Linked DNA regions of Sus scrofa: region 2 is linked to region 1. The links are chromatin contacts, called in public promoter capture Hi-C maps. All regions are on one chromosome and are shown on one strand. Each heading gives the region's core, a stretch centred on a gene start, on an enhancer-like site or on the middle of the called end of the contact. The rest is flanking DNA. Distances are from core to core; before and after follow the strand shown. Region 1 holds the start of CCDC25 (coiled-coil domain containing 25). Region 2 holds the start of HMBOX1 (homeobox-containing protein 1).

Region 1 (6,850 bases), core at 1,687-4,186:
TATATCCAAGTTATAAATCTTGGAATTCCCTTCATGGCTCAGTGGTTAATGAATCCGACTAGGAACCATGAGGTTGCAGGTTCAATCCCTGGCCTTGCTCAGTAGTTTAAGGATCCAGCGTTGCTGTGAGCTGTGGTGTAGGTTGCAGAGGCAGCTCGGATCCCGAGTTGCTGTGGCTGTGGCCAGCCGCTGTAGCTCCGATTAGACCCCTAGCCTGGGAACCTCCACATGCCGTGGTGCAGCCCTAGAAAAGACAGAAAGAAAATAAATAAATCTTAAAAAGTTCTCAGATAAGTGATGGTCTATAAAGACCATCACTTTTTTAAAAAGTTTTTTTAAAAAAGCAAATCATTTTAATAAAGATTTAAACCATGAAGGAAAAACATCACAGTAGCAACTAATTAAGCAGGGACAATACAATTTAATCAACTAAGTAGGAACGGTACATGGTTCCAAGCTGGGAAATGATCCTACTGAGGAAGGATTTTTCCCCATTTCAGGGCACACTTTCTTCAATTAGCCTGATTAATTCATAACAAGTCTAATAACTCTATATTCTGAGCAGCTGTCCTTGCTAAAGCCCTCAACCCAGTTTTCCAATGTTAGATGCTCTCGTCCTAGGTTTCCATTTCACCCCACACTTCCTTAGCATTCATTTAGCACATTGTCTTGTTAGTCTGACTATCCTCAACAGCCTGCAGGTTCAATGGAGAGCTGTCTCTTTTTCATCTGAAGAAGCCAGCAGGAAAACGGGAAGCGTAATCCTCTCCCATTTTCCTAGCCGAAGAACCGCTTGTTTCCTTATTTACAAAATACTCTGACATCCTAAGGCTGCAGGTAATAAACATAATCATGTATGTTAGCGCTCGAGCCTGAGACTTGTTACTCAATAAGTTTTCCCTTTTCCTTCCTTCGGATCAGGTAGCTTTTTTAAAAAAAAATTACCCAAGGGCTATTTCAAAGTTAAACAGAAAGACCAGGGTCTCTGGAAATTCGTGTCAAGGTGCAGCTTAAGGGAAGACCCTTTGGGGCTGAAAGAGGAAAGGTAGGAGAGAAAAAGTGCTTCCGTCCCTGAACGTCGTCAGGGCAAAGAGATAAAACTCAGGCGTCAGAAAAATGGAAAGCGGGTGACCTGCAAGTGCGGACACCCGCTCGGTGGCTTCAGTCCGGAGCCACGAAAGCACCAAGCCCCTACTTCAAGCTCTTTTTCCTTGACATTCACACCCACGTTCCACAGAACCCCCCAGTTTCCTGGGTCTTTCACCCTCGGCCCCTAGCTGCACTCACCTGAGCCTCAGACCCGCGACCTCTCCTCAGCAGAGCCCGACGTCCCCCCACTGTATTCAAATTCTCGCGCGCCAGTGGAGGCGGAAGCCGCTGCGTTCCGATTCGCCGCTGCCTAGCGCGTCCAGGAGCTGGTTCAGTGATTGGTTGCGCGCTAGCGCTTGCCCCGCCCACTCTGGAGGCGGTCTCTAAGATTCTCCCGCCCTTGAGGCAAGGCGCTCTGTACTCACGGAAACCACGTCTTCCACAATCCCTTGCGGCGGGGCAAGGCTCCACTCCCGAGGCGTTGTATCGGTGCATTCTGGGAATTGCAGTTTTCAACACAATAAAGGCACCTTCTCCGACTTGAGGCACATTCTAGGGTCACCTGGTGTAAGAAGCTTTTGTAAAGTAGCCTCAGATTCTCGAGACAATTATTTTTCACATCTGAAACCTTATTGTTACTCTAACCTTTTTTTTTTTTAACCAGAAACACGTTAGATTTCTAGCTCATTTTTTGATTTTTCAAGTTAAATGAAAAAAAAAAAATCATGGCACATAACACCTATGTGCTAGGTATTCTTACATGTATTACGTGTTTTATTTCATTTACAGCTCTCCATAGTCTATGAGATAGGTATTATCACCCCCATTTTATGGAGACTAAAACTGAGAGCCTGAAAACAATTACTATTTTCAGGACAGAACTATGTTTTTGCTTTGGAAAGCCCACAGGTTTCTGAGGCACTCATTAGCTACTGCTGTTATCTCTGTACCAGCTCCCGGCAGAGTCTCTGGCACATTTTTTAGTTCTAAATAAATTCAGTTAAGTGATGAGCTTAACTTCATAGAATGCAGTGGTCAGAAGGAAATTAAGAGAAATAATCAGGTCAAAGCTAAATGCTGTGGGAGCTTTCCTTGAGTCGGAGCATTCCCACTCTACAGCCAGGAAGATCTCTGAGGTTTAGAGGTTTGGAATTTGCCCTCTCATAGGTAATAGGGGCAGCTCTTAGATTTAAAGCAGAACAGTCCAAGTCCAAACTCAGAGAAAGAGAAGCATTTTACCTCTAAAGAATATCACTAACAACTCTGGTAGAGTGCTCTGTTTTAAACTCTTTAAGTCTATTAATTTACTAAACCCTAGGGGGTAAAAAAACCTATGAATTAGCTGCTCTATTTTCACTATGCAGCTAAGGTAAGTGCAACACCAAATGTGCCCAGGTGGTGGAGCTAGAATGAGAACAGCGAAGGAATTTGGGTTCCTTCAAAATTTAATGAGCCGCTATTAAGTACCAAGTACCGTGGTTGGCTCAGTGAACACCTAGCTGTGAAGTCGAGTTTCTGCTCTCAGGAAGTCCTTCTGCGGGTAAGAAGAGGTAGTTCAAACCAATAGATGAACTTCAAGACTTGACCACCCACGGGAAGATGTTCTGAAAACAATGGCTTGTTTTTTTCGGAAGACGGAGTTTTCCCGCAATGTCATCCAACCATCAACTGTGCTGGCTCCACCCTCTTTCCCTCAACTCCCGAGTAAACCGAGCTCCCAAAGCGAGCCAACACCTCCTCCCCACCAGATTGAAGATGGTGCCGGCGGCAGGCGTTATGACGCGACTAGACATCCGCCGGAAGTGCAAGGAAGAGTTCCGGTGAACGGGGCCTCCACGCTTCCGGTATTCTGAGCTTCCAGAGTTGAGAATTGCTAGTTTGCGCTGGAGTCGCCGTGCTGTCGCCGGGATCATGGTGTTCTACTTCACCAGCAGCAGCGGTGAGTGGGCGCCGCGACCTCCCGGGTCCCTGCTCAACCTCCAGCCTCCGAAGCCGAGATCCCCAGGCCGCGGCTGAGCCTGGTCCTTAAGCGCCTCCTCGGCAGCGGATACCCCTTCCCGCGCCCTCACTGTTTCCCTAGTCTTCTCAGTGTGCCCCCTTGTCAGGGCCTGGGGGACGTAGAGGGACCATGCCCCCTACTGGCTTTGCCTCCGTGAGTCGTTCTTTTCCCTCTATCGGAAAGACCGTTCGCTACCTGGTATTAGGCAGAGTTTGTGGACTTCTTCGCACCCCCGTCCCCAAACTCCCCTTCCCCATCCACCTACGTAACCGTCAGTCTTCTTGCTGCTTGGTAATTACCCACTTAGAGAAAGGAAAGATACTCCTGTCAACAACTCTGCTTTACAGGAAGTGTGCCTTACCCTTCTAGGAAAGGGTTGTAGGGCCTGGATGCTACAAAGAGCCATAAGAAGACCTCGGAATGGCGAGGCAGCCACTCACTGGGCAGAATTGTTGTCCCGGGACTTGAAAAGTGACATATGGTAATGTTTCTGATTCGTATTTGACAGGCAAGGAAAGGGTGTGTTTAGTTCCCAGGAAATGCTATGTCTTCATTTCTCTGCTTTTGTTTTTCTCTTTTCGTAGAATCAGCTTCCACTTAACTGCTTTTCCCCTGAGACCGTCCTGGCCTATCTTTTCCAAATGCCTTTCCCTCCTTGTTTCCACCCCAAGATTTCTTAGGTATTCCTCCTCAGGTACCCGCCTTAACATCCGTGTATACCTTTGGATTGCACTTACCATATAGTATTATAATGTTCTTTGCTTGAGCTAGAGTTTAAGTCCCTTGAGGGCAGAGACAGAAGCTCCTTGTTTCTCTAGCATAGTGCCTGGCTTGTAATAGTTACTCAATAAATACTCGTTGAATAAATGAATGATATTTTTAGATTTCTAGCACATTCCCTATTTATCGCTACTCTCTTTGCCTAGTTAAAGGTGAGATTTAAGTGAAACTAGCTCCATGGTGTTTGCTCTTTAGAGATAAGGACACTGAAGCCCAGAGGTTTAACTCACAGACCCCTCCCCCTCCTACCCAGCCCCTCCTAATCTATCACACTGTCATGCCTTATTTTTCTCAGTAGTGTAGGCTTCCACAGTATGCTGTAAGTTATTTCTCTGCCTCTGTAGGTTTAGTTTGTCTTCCCCACATTATTAAAATTACTAGAAACAGAATTCACACTAGCCTGAAAAATTGTTATAGACTCCTCCACAATAGCATTTTCATTCTCCCTCTCTTCTCTTCTGTTCCCTCTGCCATATGATAACTCCAGAATCTCTTTTTATTTTTTCCATTCATGAGAGTGCCCAACAATATGCTTATCCAGGTCCAAGAATGGAATATATAGGCAGGACACATTGGTACTAAATGTTTTTTAATGCTAGCTGTATTCGCCTTAAAGCGACTTTAAATTCTTTGAGCAGTAGTCATATACACACAGGTGGCCTTAGTAGAAGTGAGTGCTTTGGCAGATTTATGGATCATATTTTTCCTCATTGTCTTTCATTATAACATTAGAATTGATTCCTATCAGAAAGTATTTGGCCTCTAAATCTAATAAATCTGTACTTATCCAGCTTTAAAGATGTAAAGTTAATGGAAAAATTACTACTTTTTCAGTAAGATAGTAGTAAAACTACATATTCCAATACAGGAAACAACTTGAACGTACAGAAACTGTAGGAAATAACTTCATATGGATAGCCAAGCTTTTCAACTGATGGTTTACTCCCTAAAAATTTTTTTTTAAATAGGAAGTAAATTTCAATAGGAAGTTTTTCTTTTCCTTTTAAAATCAGTATTGCTGACTAAAATCTGTTCAGTTTTATTCTTCTATGCTCTCATAATGGAATAATGAAACATTAGCTTTGTTATATTCCCAGTGTCAAATTCAAGACCCTTTGATTTATGGACCCACAAAATACCTGCACATGCCTTAAGTTCACTTCAGTACCTTTTCATAGCATCTGTCTCAAGATAGAGTTTCTGTAAATTATGAAATTATTACATCACCTCTAAAGTTGGGTTGGTTGCTGTACCCAAAATAGGTATCTTCAAGATGACTAGTTCCTATACTAATCAACTTTATTATTTGAGTGAGAGTAACAAAAGTAATAGAATAATTCAACTTAACTTGTATCTCTTTAACATGAATGGGACCTTAATTCAGACTTCTTGCTCAGCAATCATGCTTTTTTATTTTTTCTATTTTGACATGATTTCAGTCTTTCAGAAAAGCTACAAGAGACAATAACAAATTTCCTTTATGGCCTTCTCTTTGTATCCCCAAATTCTAACGTTTTACCATATATGCCTTATTTCCTTTTCCTCATTCTTTCTCCATTTCTCGCTCTCTCCACACACACACACACACATTTTTTTCCTGAACCATTTGTTAGTAAGTTGCATTTTTACCCTTAAATACTTCCGGGTGTTTTTCCTGAGATCAAGGATATTCTCCTATCAAAAGACACCTGTCATTATCAAAATTAGGAAGTTAGCATTGCAGCAATATTGTTACCTACTCAGCTTTTATTCAGTTTTCATCAGTGTCCTAGTAATGAATTTATAACAAAGGAAAATTACAAATCATTGTTGCATTCTGTTGTCACTCATTACTCCTTAGCTTCTAATCTGGAGCAGTTGCTCAGTCTTTGTCTCTCATGTCACTGTCAGTTGAAGAATTATTTTTTAGAATGCCCGTCAGTTTAGACTCGCAGCAGTTATGTTCTTGATCATGTTATTTTATAGGTCAACCATCCAAACTCAGCTGTCATTCTCTTAGCAGTAATTTAGATAGCTTGTCCTGCAGAGACAGCTTTATTTACTCCAATCATTTAAAAAATTACCTTTGTTGGGAGTTTCCATCATGACGCAGTGGTTAATGAATCTGACTAGGAACCATGAGGTTCCGGGTTCGATCCCTGGCCTTGCTCAGTGGGTTAAGAATCCGGTGTTGCCGTGAGCTGTGGTGTAGTGTAGGTCGCAGATGTAGCTCGGATCCCGCGTGGCTGTGGCATAGGCCAGTGGCTACAGCTCTGATTAGACCCCTAGCCTGGGAACCTCCATATGCCATGGGAGCGGCCCTAGAAAAGGCAAAAAAAAAAAAAAAAAAATTGCCTTTGTTTACCTGATTACCAAAACCATCTATATGTTTTGTAAGCAAGTAGACAAGGTAACTGTTGTTAACAGTTAAATGTATATATACATCCATACTATAAAGAAAATGGGTGCATGGATTAAAATGTACATGTGAACACATTTATGTATACATAGTTACTTTTCACAAATTTAATCTTACTATATAGAGATACACAAAAATATTGTCTTGCTATTTAATTTCTTCACTTACCCTTTTTAATGGATATGTGGTATTTTATTTATGGGTGTTCTATAGTGTGTTTAATTGGTCTTAATGAGTGTTTATGTTGTAAAAAATCATTGCTTGATGGAGCATTGATTAGTAGGATATATACTCTTAGAGGTGACATTATAGGATCAAGAAGGTGTGTACACATAATAATGCTCTGAGTGTACAGAGAGAATCTGAAACACTTTTTGGTTGTATTCTTGCACTTGACATTTGTTATATGCTATGCAAAGGGCTTATCAAGCTAATATAATGCTCAATTATGGACAGGTATTTCTGTCAACTAATGCAAAATTCTCTCCTTTAAAGTCATCTCTCAACTACTTCCAAGTAATTGTGGACTGTAGTCATCATAACTGCTAACTGAAGAAATTGGAAGTTTTCCATCCCCAAGAGAG
Region 2 (6,850 bases), core at 1,345-3,844, 1.2 Mb before region 1:
TTTAATGGACTCTTTCAGCAAAAAAGCATTCTATTAATAGTTATATAGGATTTTTCTCCATTTTTTACAAGGTAACATTTCAGGCTAAAGCAGAAGGTTAAAACAAATAGTTCTGTAAATCCTAGTCTGTAACAAATTAAAAACTCAGCTTTGTATCAACATATTGTATATTCTAAATTTGAGATTTAGAAAACATCAAATTTTTTTCTATTCAGGTCAATCTAAATATATATGCTACCTCATGCTTATAGTCAGCTTATCTGTGAATGACCAATTGCACAAATTTCAAATCAAAGGTTATAAAATGTACCATAAAATTACACACTATGTTACTTTTTCAGTTTTTATGGAATCTAAGATCCTTAACTGATAGGTTCAAGAATTGGTAAATTTGGAGCCAAATTATGTAAATACATTAAATTCTCAGCAGTTGAAAGATAAATCATGTCAATTCCTTTATTAAACGTCCATTACACTAAAAATATGTTATAAAAGAATGGGTATTGAAAAATTATATTTCAGACTGAAGAAAGTACAAAATATCTTAAATTCTCCTGGTGTAATGTTATTTAAAAGATTGTGAGAAACAAGAGATGTTGCAATCCTTTCCTTTATAACTCTAACTGAAATTCGAAAAAAAATCAGAATTCAAATTTTCCAAACTTGACTTACACACATTAACTCAACTAGATCTAACTTAGTTGTGCTATTTTAAAATAAGTGTAATGCAAAGCACCTCAATCTTGATGTGATAATTACCTGTGGAATGAATGCAAAATAAAAACAAATGCAGTTCGTTTTCACTGAATGATGTATTTTAGAGCACGACCACAGAAAGCACGACCATATAGCACAAGCTAAACAAACAGGCGCAGGAGGCATCCAGGAAGAGAAACGTACCATGCCAAGAAAGAAAGGAAGAAATGAAGGAAGGAAGGAGGGAAGGGAGGCAGGCGAGCAGGCAGGTAGAGAAGGCAAAGGTTTCAATACCTGCAGAATCCCAAAGAAATGAACTAGTCACATCACTCTACCCTATATGATACAGAGGGTTTTTAAAGCTCCGAGGTAAATAAAAGCAATCACTTTTTACCAGCATTCAACTTTACATGGTATAGTATCTTTAATGCTAACTGCATTCTCCCCCTCACTCACCCAATGTTTCCCGTCTTTTCCACACCAGGTTTCAAACAAATGCGAGACAGAACAGGGTGGGGTAGAGGAAAAATACAAGCAGCGCCTTTCGGCGATTCCCCCCACCCCCGCCCCGGACCCCCAATAATTTCCAACAGTTTCTCCTACTACGAAAATAAATCGCCCTATCTCAGGATATACAACAGTTATTCTGTGTCTTCAGTTGACACCCAGAAAGAGACGCGTACACATACCAGCACTCTCGACCCCCGCCCCACGCCCCCGAATGTTAACTAGTGTTTAATCTACTGAACACGAAGACGGCAACGAGATCCCTCCACCTACTGTTTCGGGGTAACGGTGGGTGGAGGACTCGTTTCAAAGTAGCCCCAACAGTGTAACCAAAACACGGTTCCGGAATAAAATATTAAGAACACTTTTCCTTTCCCACCTAGCTACCGACTTCGGGATGCAAAAAGCCATCCACACAGCATCTCACGTCTACAGTGCTCCTACCCTGAGTTTGGGGTTGGGATGTGTCCCTGGGAGGATGGGAGAAGGAGTGTGAGCGGGCGATGGGACACAAACGACTTGCTCCCCACGGCCACCCCGCGCCGCGGCGCCAGCCCAGAGGTCCAGGACCCGCACCTCGCGCACGCTTCTCCGCCCAGGCCCAGCTAAAAGCTCCGACTCCGTCTCCCGAACTTCCTCTCTAGAGACATTTATTCAAGGCTAACACATCACCCAAGTACACGTCACCCAGTTTCAAATACAGTTCTGCACCCCAAACAAACCCACACCTCAAATTCCCCTCACAGTTTCCCAAACTCCAAACAAGAGACCCCACCTCCAGGATTCAAACCTTCCGCCCACCAAGGAGGTAACCAGGAGGAAAGAGTTAGGGAGCAGCCGACGCCTTTCCATTTTCGCCCCCCACAAACTGCCCCACCCCAGACCCTGCGTCCGGGTCACCCCCCTCGGAAGCCCCACGCTTCCTCCCTCCTCTCAGTCGGGCCGCCTAAGAGACCCACCCCCGGCCCACTCACTTTCTCTCCCAAACCCCTCCAAAAAGAAAAAAGAAAAAAAGTGAAGAGAAAGAAGTGAAGAAAGAGACTTGAGGGAGCCCGCCTTCCAAATCGCTCGACTCACCTCAGAATCCTTGCTGAGTTCTCTCCGCCCGGCACAGCCCCCTCCCCAACGTCCCAGTACGAAGGGCTGAGGTAGGGAGGAGGGGAAAGCGGGAGGGGGAGGGGTGTCTTCCGCGTGGGGCGCCCGTCGGGAGGGGACTGGGGAGGGGTTGAGGCCGGCGCAGGAAGAGGAGAAGGGGGAGGGGAGGCCCCTATCTCCCAGTCTCCCCCTGAAAACCTCCCTTGTCTCAATCACATCAGACTGACTGTCTTTGTCTGGCTGACAACCGCCATATTGATATCAACAGCCCCGCTCCCACCTGCTGCCGCCGGGCGGCCCTGGGAGTTGTAGTTTCTTACTCCCTCGAGTAAAAGCGCGGGACTCGGCGCCCGGAGGCCCTGGGGGACTACAGCTCCCGGCAAGACCTGCGCCATTCGCCTTCCCACAGGGAGGAGGGGAAAGGGGCGCCAGAGTCGTAGGGACTACACATCCCAGAATACCGTGGGCTCTGGGCCCAGACAGGGGACATGATATCATGCTGGGATGGAGAGGGAGAATGATTTGGCGGCGGGGAAGAATTTGAGCCGAAGGAAGGAGGAAAGAGAGAAAAAGGAAAGATGACCACAGTTCCCATGATGCAAGAAGACAGGACTACATTTCCCATGATGCATCCGGAAGGGGGCGTAGGGAAGAAAGACTGCATGTCCCGCGATGCTCGAGGCTGGCGGGTGGCGGAGATTGAACCGGAAGAGGCTTTCTGGTTCTGAGGAGTCCAGTGACTGATATTGAACAACCTAAAGTCCAATATGAAATTGGTGAGTCTCTGCTCCTAGGTCAGAGGGCAAAGGTGATGCCATATCCTTTTGGACTTCGTCGTTTCCAACTTGTGGTGGGAACCGTCGCGGAAGAGGGGTGGCAGTTAGAGACTTAGAAAGTGGGGTGAACCAAGGAAAGCTGCTCCTTGTGGTTGAGTTTGAATCCCACCTCCCACCCCCGACCCCCAGATCTTATTTATCCCTTGGCGGCTCCTGTGGTTAGATAAGAGATTGACTCTGTCACCTTACTTCACACACGAACTGAGGTTGGGCTTTATGAACTAGGTTTGACTGATTTCACAGCTGCCATGTGAGTTTTATAATTGGTTAACTTCTTTCCACGCGATTGGCGTTTGATTAGCGTTTCTTACAGTTTTTGAAAAGGCTTTGGTTACATATGAGCAGAGTTTAGAAAATATTGGGCAGAGTAATCACTTAAGTTTTCTGTTATAGACTCCTAACTGTCTTTGATATTCAGAGAAGGACGAGATCATGGTATGGTATGATCGTGGAAGATTTAAGTTTTAAACCCTGTATAATATGGTTTAAGTGTCAAGGCATTCAGTCTAGGGCTGTAGGGACTGTATGAGCCAAGATTAGATGGAGCCTGCCAGGATACCTGGAAAATTCTCTGCATCACAAAACTCAAAACACTTGGCTTGTAGGGAGGCTGCTCAGGCCTTTATTTTGAGCCACGTTACTCTGTGTGCACACAGATTTAGCTACTTTAACTAGTTTATTCCAACTGTATGGTATTAGTAGAAAAGCAGGTGTGAGATGCTGTTTCTCAACCTCTTAAAATTCGCATTCCTGCAGCCAAGTGTTGTAAATCTTTACTTTCCTGTAATTTTAGTAGAAAAATAAAATGTGCATTTTCTTAATTGTTTGAGCATGCTTTTCCAAAGTGTGCAGCCCAGGCTGGTGCCTGCACACACACGCTAAGGGCCTGTGCTCTTCAGAGTTTCAGCTGTTTTCTGAGGAGTCAGAGAAATAGAAGTAGATTCAACACTAAAGCTGTTTAGGTAAGGAGAAGGACACAGATCAGTAAACCTTGAGGATATCAATTTGCTTCTGGGTCAGTTTTCAAGACATGTAAAAATGCCAAATTGAAAGTCACCACCCATATCCAAAAGAAGTGTGCAATGAAGAAGATACAAAAGTAATAAATGATATTTCACTGTTTTCATGGTAAATGGAAGCATGTTCAGTGTTTAGGGATTTAGAGGATGATGGGGGTTGGGGGAGTGGGAGACAGCTCTATGGAAAGGAGACTCTTTAACAGTTAAGCAAGGTGAGTAGGCTAGGGCTTTCCTTGAAGAGGGTTCAGCTTTAGAAGCAAAAGAGCTTTGCACCTGAGTGCTTGAAATAAAGACCATGTTTTCTTGATAAAGGATAAATCACATTTGGTATGTATGCTCGGTGCAGAGGCAGGAAAATGGAAAACAGTTCTTTTCCATAATAGCTCATTTGCTGAGGGTATCAGAGAGTTAGGGTTTAGTTTACATATGCTTTGGTTTGCTTATGAAATCCTCCTGCTTACCTCATTTAAAGAAGATAAAAAAGGGGGAAAGAGAAACTATTTTTCTTTCAAGAATCATAAAATGCCTTAGAGGAATAAGGTAGTTGATGATTCTGTGAGAATATCTATTGACACAGCAAAGTGTTTCAAGAACACTGACACTCAGTAAGCAGGCTTCTTTTTTGTATCATGCCTCCCATAGAGTTGGAATAAATTTTCCTAGGGCCTAAAAATTTTTAACTTTGTGTACTGCTTCCTGAATATGTGATAAACCATGTTTTGTATTTCTATCATGAAACACAGAAATATTTTTTATAGAGTACATTCTTGTTTTGGAGATTATGACTTCCCCAAACACCCTTCCCACGTACAATCTATGACCATATCTTGGTGATTCTGCAGTTCTTAAACTGGTCTGTTTCTCTCCAGTACCACCAATACAGCCTTTGTAGGGGCTCTTTTCACTTGACACTTGAAATTCAACAAAACCTTCTAACTGGTCTCCCACCCTCAAATCCATTCCCTACTCCATGCCCAGAAGTTGTTTTAAATTGCAGTGTTCCTTTAAAACCCTTTGGTAGCTTCCTTTGCCCTTAGGATAGTCTTAAAATTATTTTTTTGTTGTTCTGTTTTAGAGTTTTGTGGTTTTGGGGTTTTTATTTTTTATTTTTGGTTTGGGAGGGGTTTTTTGGCCGCACTTGCGGCATACAGAAGTTCCTAGGCCAGGGATCAGACCCAAGCCACAGCATTGTCAATGCTGGATCCTTAACCTGCTGAGCCACAAGGGAACTCCTTAAAATTCTTGACTTGACTTGCTTGATCCTGTAGATTCTGGCCCTGCTGACTTCTCCAGGCTAATGTCTAGCTCTCCTCTCTTGACCTCCTTGTTCCGTTTGTATTGTATGTCTTTCAGTTCCTTGAAGTCCGCCTGCTCTCTTTTGCCTCTGGGACTTTAAGTGTGTTCCATTGCCTCCAACACTTTTTGCCTGGCTCATTTCTTCATGTTTCAGGTCTGTGTTTAAATAGCACTTCTTTAGTGTTTCCTTGAATTAGGTACCCCTTTTATATGTTTCAATGGCAAACTTCCTTTGATAGCACTTGTAATCATTGGTCTTATGTCTGTCCTACTTCTTACAGACTCTTCATATTCCCACACCCCCATTGTGTGATGCTCCTAAATAGTAGTTGAATAAATCATTTCTGAAGGATTGTCAAAGTCCGTGAATATTGTTGAGAATAGATTAAAGGGTGAAGTTGAAATATTACAAGAAGCAACAACCTTTGGAGTTAAAAAGAATGATTGCTACCTTTTATGGAGCACTTATTGTGTGCTAGCCACTGTGCTGGTGCTTGCTATTTACTGTCCCATTTCATCCTTTGATCTAGGTGATAGTATTCCCACTTATAACAGAAAAAAAAATCTGAGCCTCAAGGAATTCAAGTGGCTCAAAATTACACAGATGAAAAAAGTAGTAGAGTCAAGATCTGAACCCAAGATTCTTTCCTTAGGAGTTTGTTGCTTAATGAAGGCAAGGCCTCCAGCACTTTGCACAGTGCCTGGCACATGCTAGATTATCTCTTATGGAGAAGAAGCAAGAGAAAGTTAATTCAAAGCTATTTTTTAAATTAGCCTTAAATTTTAGTTTGATTGAATTAAGATCTTAAAGATTATTGGTAGAAAATTAAACTTTGGGAACTTCCTAAAGTCTAAAGGGCTCTATATCAGAACATGCCAGTTGAATGCACAAGTTAGTGTCTTTACTACCCATTATAGGCTCTGTGATGCCATTTATAGTTCTCTAACTTCTGGTAGCTTTTCACACACCCAGGAGAAGACATTGGATGACATTGGATGACATTGTAATCCTTAGATATCGCCTTCTTAGTCAGGATTTTAATGACTATAATATCAGGCAGCTTTAACTGAGGAAAATTCACTGGCACCATCAGTTAACCAGAATCACTTTAAAAAGAACAGGGAATTTAGAAATGTATCCTCTAAATTAGCACATTTTTGAGCATGTTCTGTTTTTAGTATAGATTGAGCCTAATTGGATACACCCTGATGGCCAAATTCAGCAAAAGGTAGAAATCAGAATTCACCAGGGTCTTTAACAAAAACCACGGAACAACAACAACAAAAATGCTGAATATGTTGACAGAAATTGAGTTTGAAACATCATGGCCAGGAATTTAGTCATTCAAATAGATGGAAATTAAAGGGAATAAAATAATAAGCAGTTTGAGAATGCAGAGT

Evidence for each region. Promoter capture Hi-C pulls out the DNA fragments that hold promoters and counts their contacts.
Region 2: a promoter capture Hi-C map of liver shows a contact between it and region 1, with 5 times the contacts expected there. The contact joins the promoter of HMBOX1 here to the promoter of CCDC25 in region 1. A contact is called at or near these places in 2 of 5 promoter capture datasets (liver and skeletal muscle) and 1 of 47 Hi-C or Micro-C datasets (heart right ventricle).

What each region holds. Positions count from the first base shown.
Region 1 is chr14:11,491,150-11,497,999 of Sscrofa11.1, reverse strand. CCDC25 (coiled-coil domain containing 25) reads left to right here and starts at 2,936. Exons shown (of 9, transcript NM_001243572.1): 1 at 2,936-3,028. The coding sequence starts at 3,001. It overlaps ESCO2 (N-acetyltransferase ESCO2), which reads right to left and starts at 2,703. Exons shown (of 12, transcript XM_021074432.1): 1 at 1,288-2,703.
Region 2 is chr14:12,688,351-12,695,200 of Sscrofa11.1, reverse strand. HMBOX1 (homeobox-containing protein 1) reads right to left here and starts at 2,594. Exons shown (of 11, transcript XM_005670463.3): 1 at 2,281-2,594. It overlaps INTS9 (integrator complex subunit 9), which reads left to right and starts at 2,761. Exons shown (of 17, transcript XM_001928998.7): 1 at 2,761-3,074. The coding sequence starts at 3,066.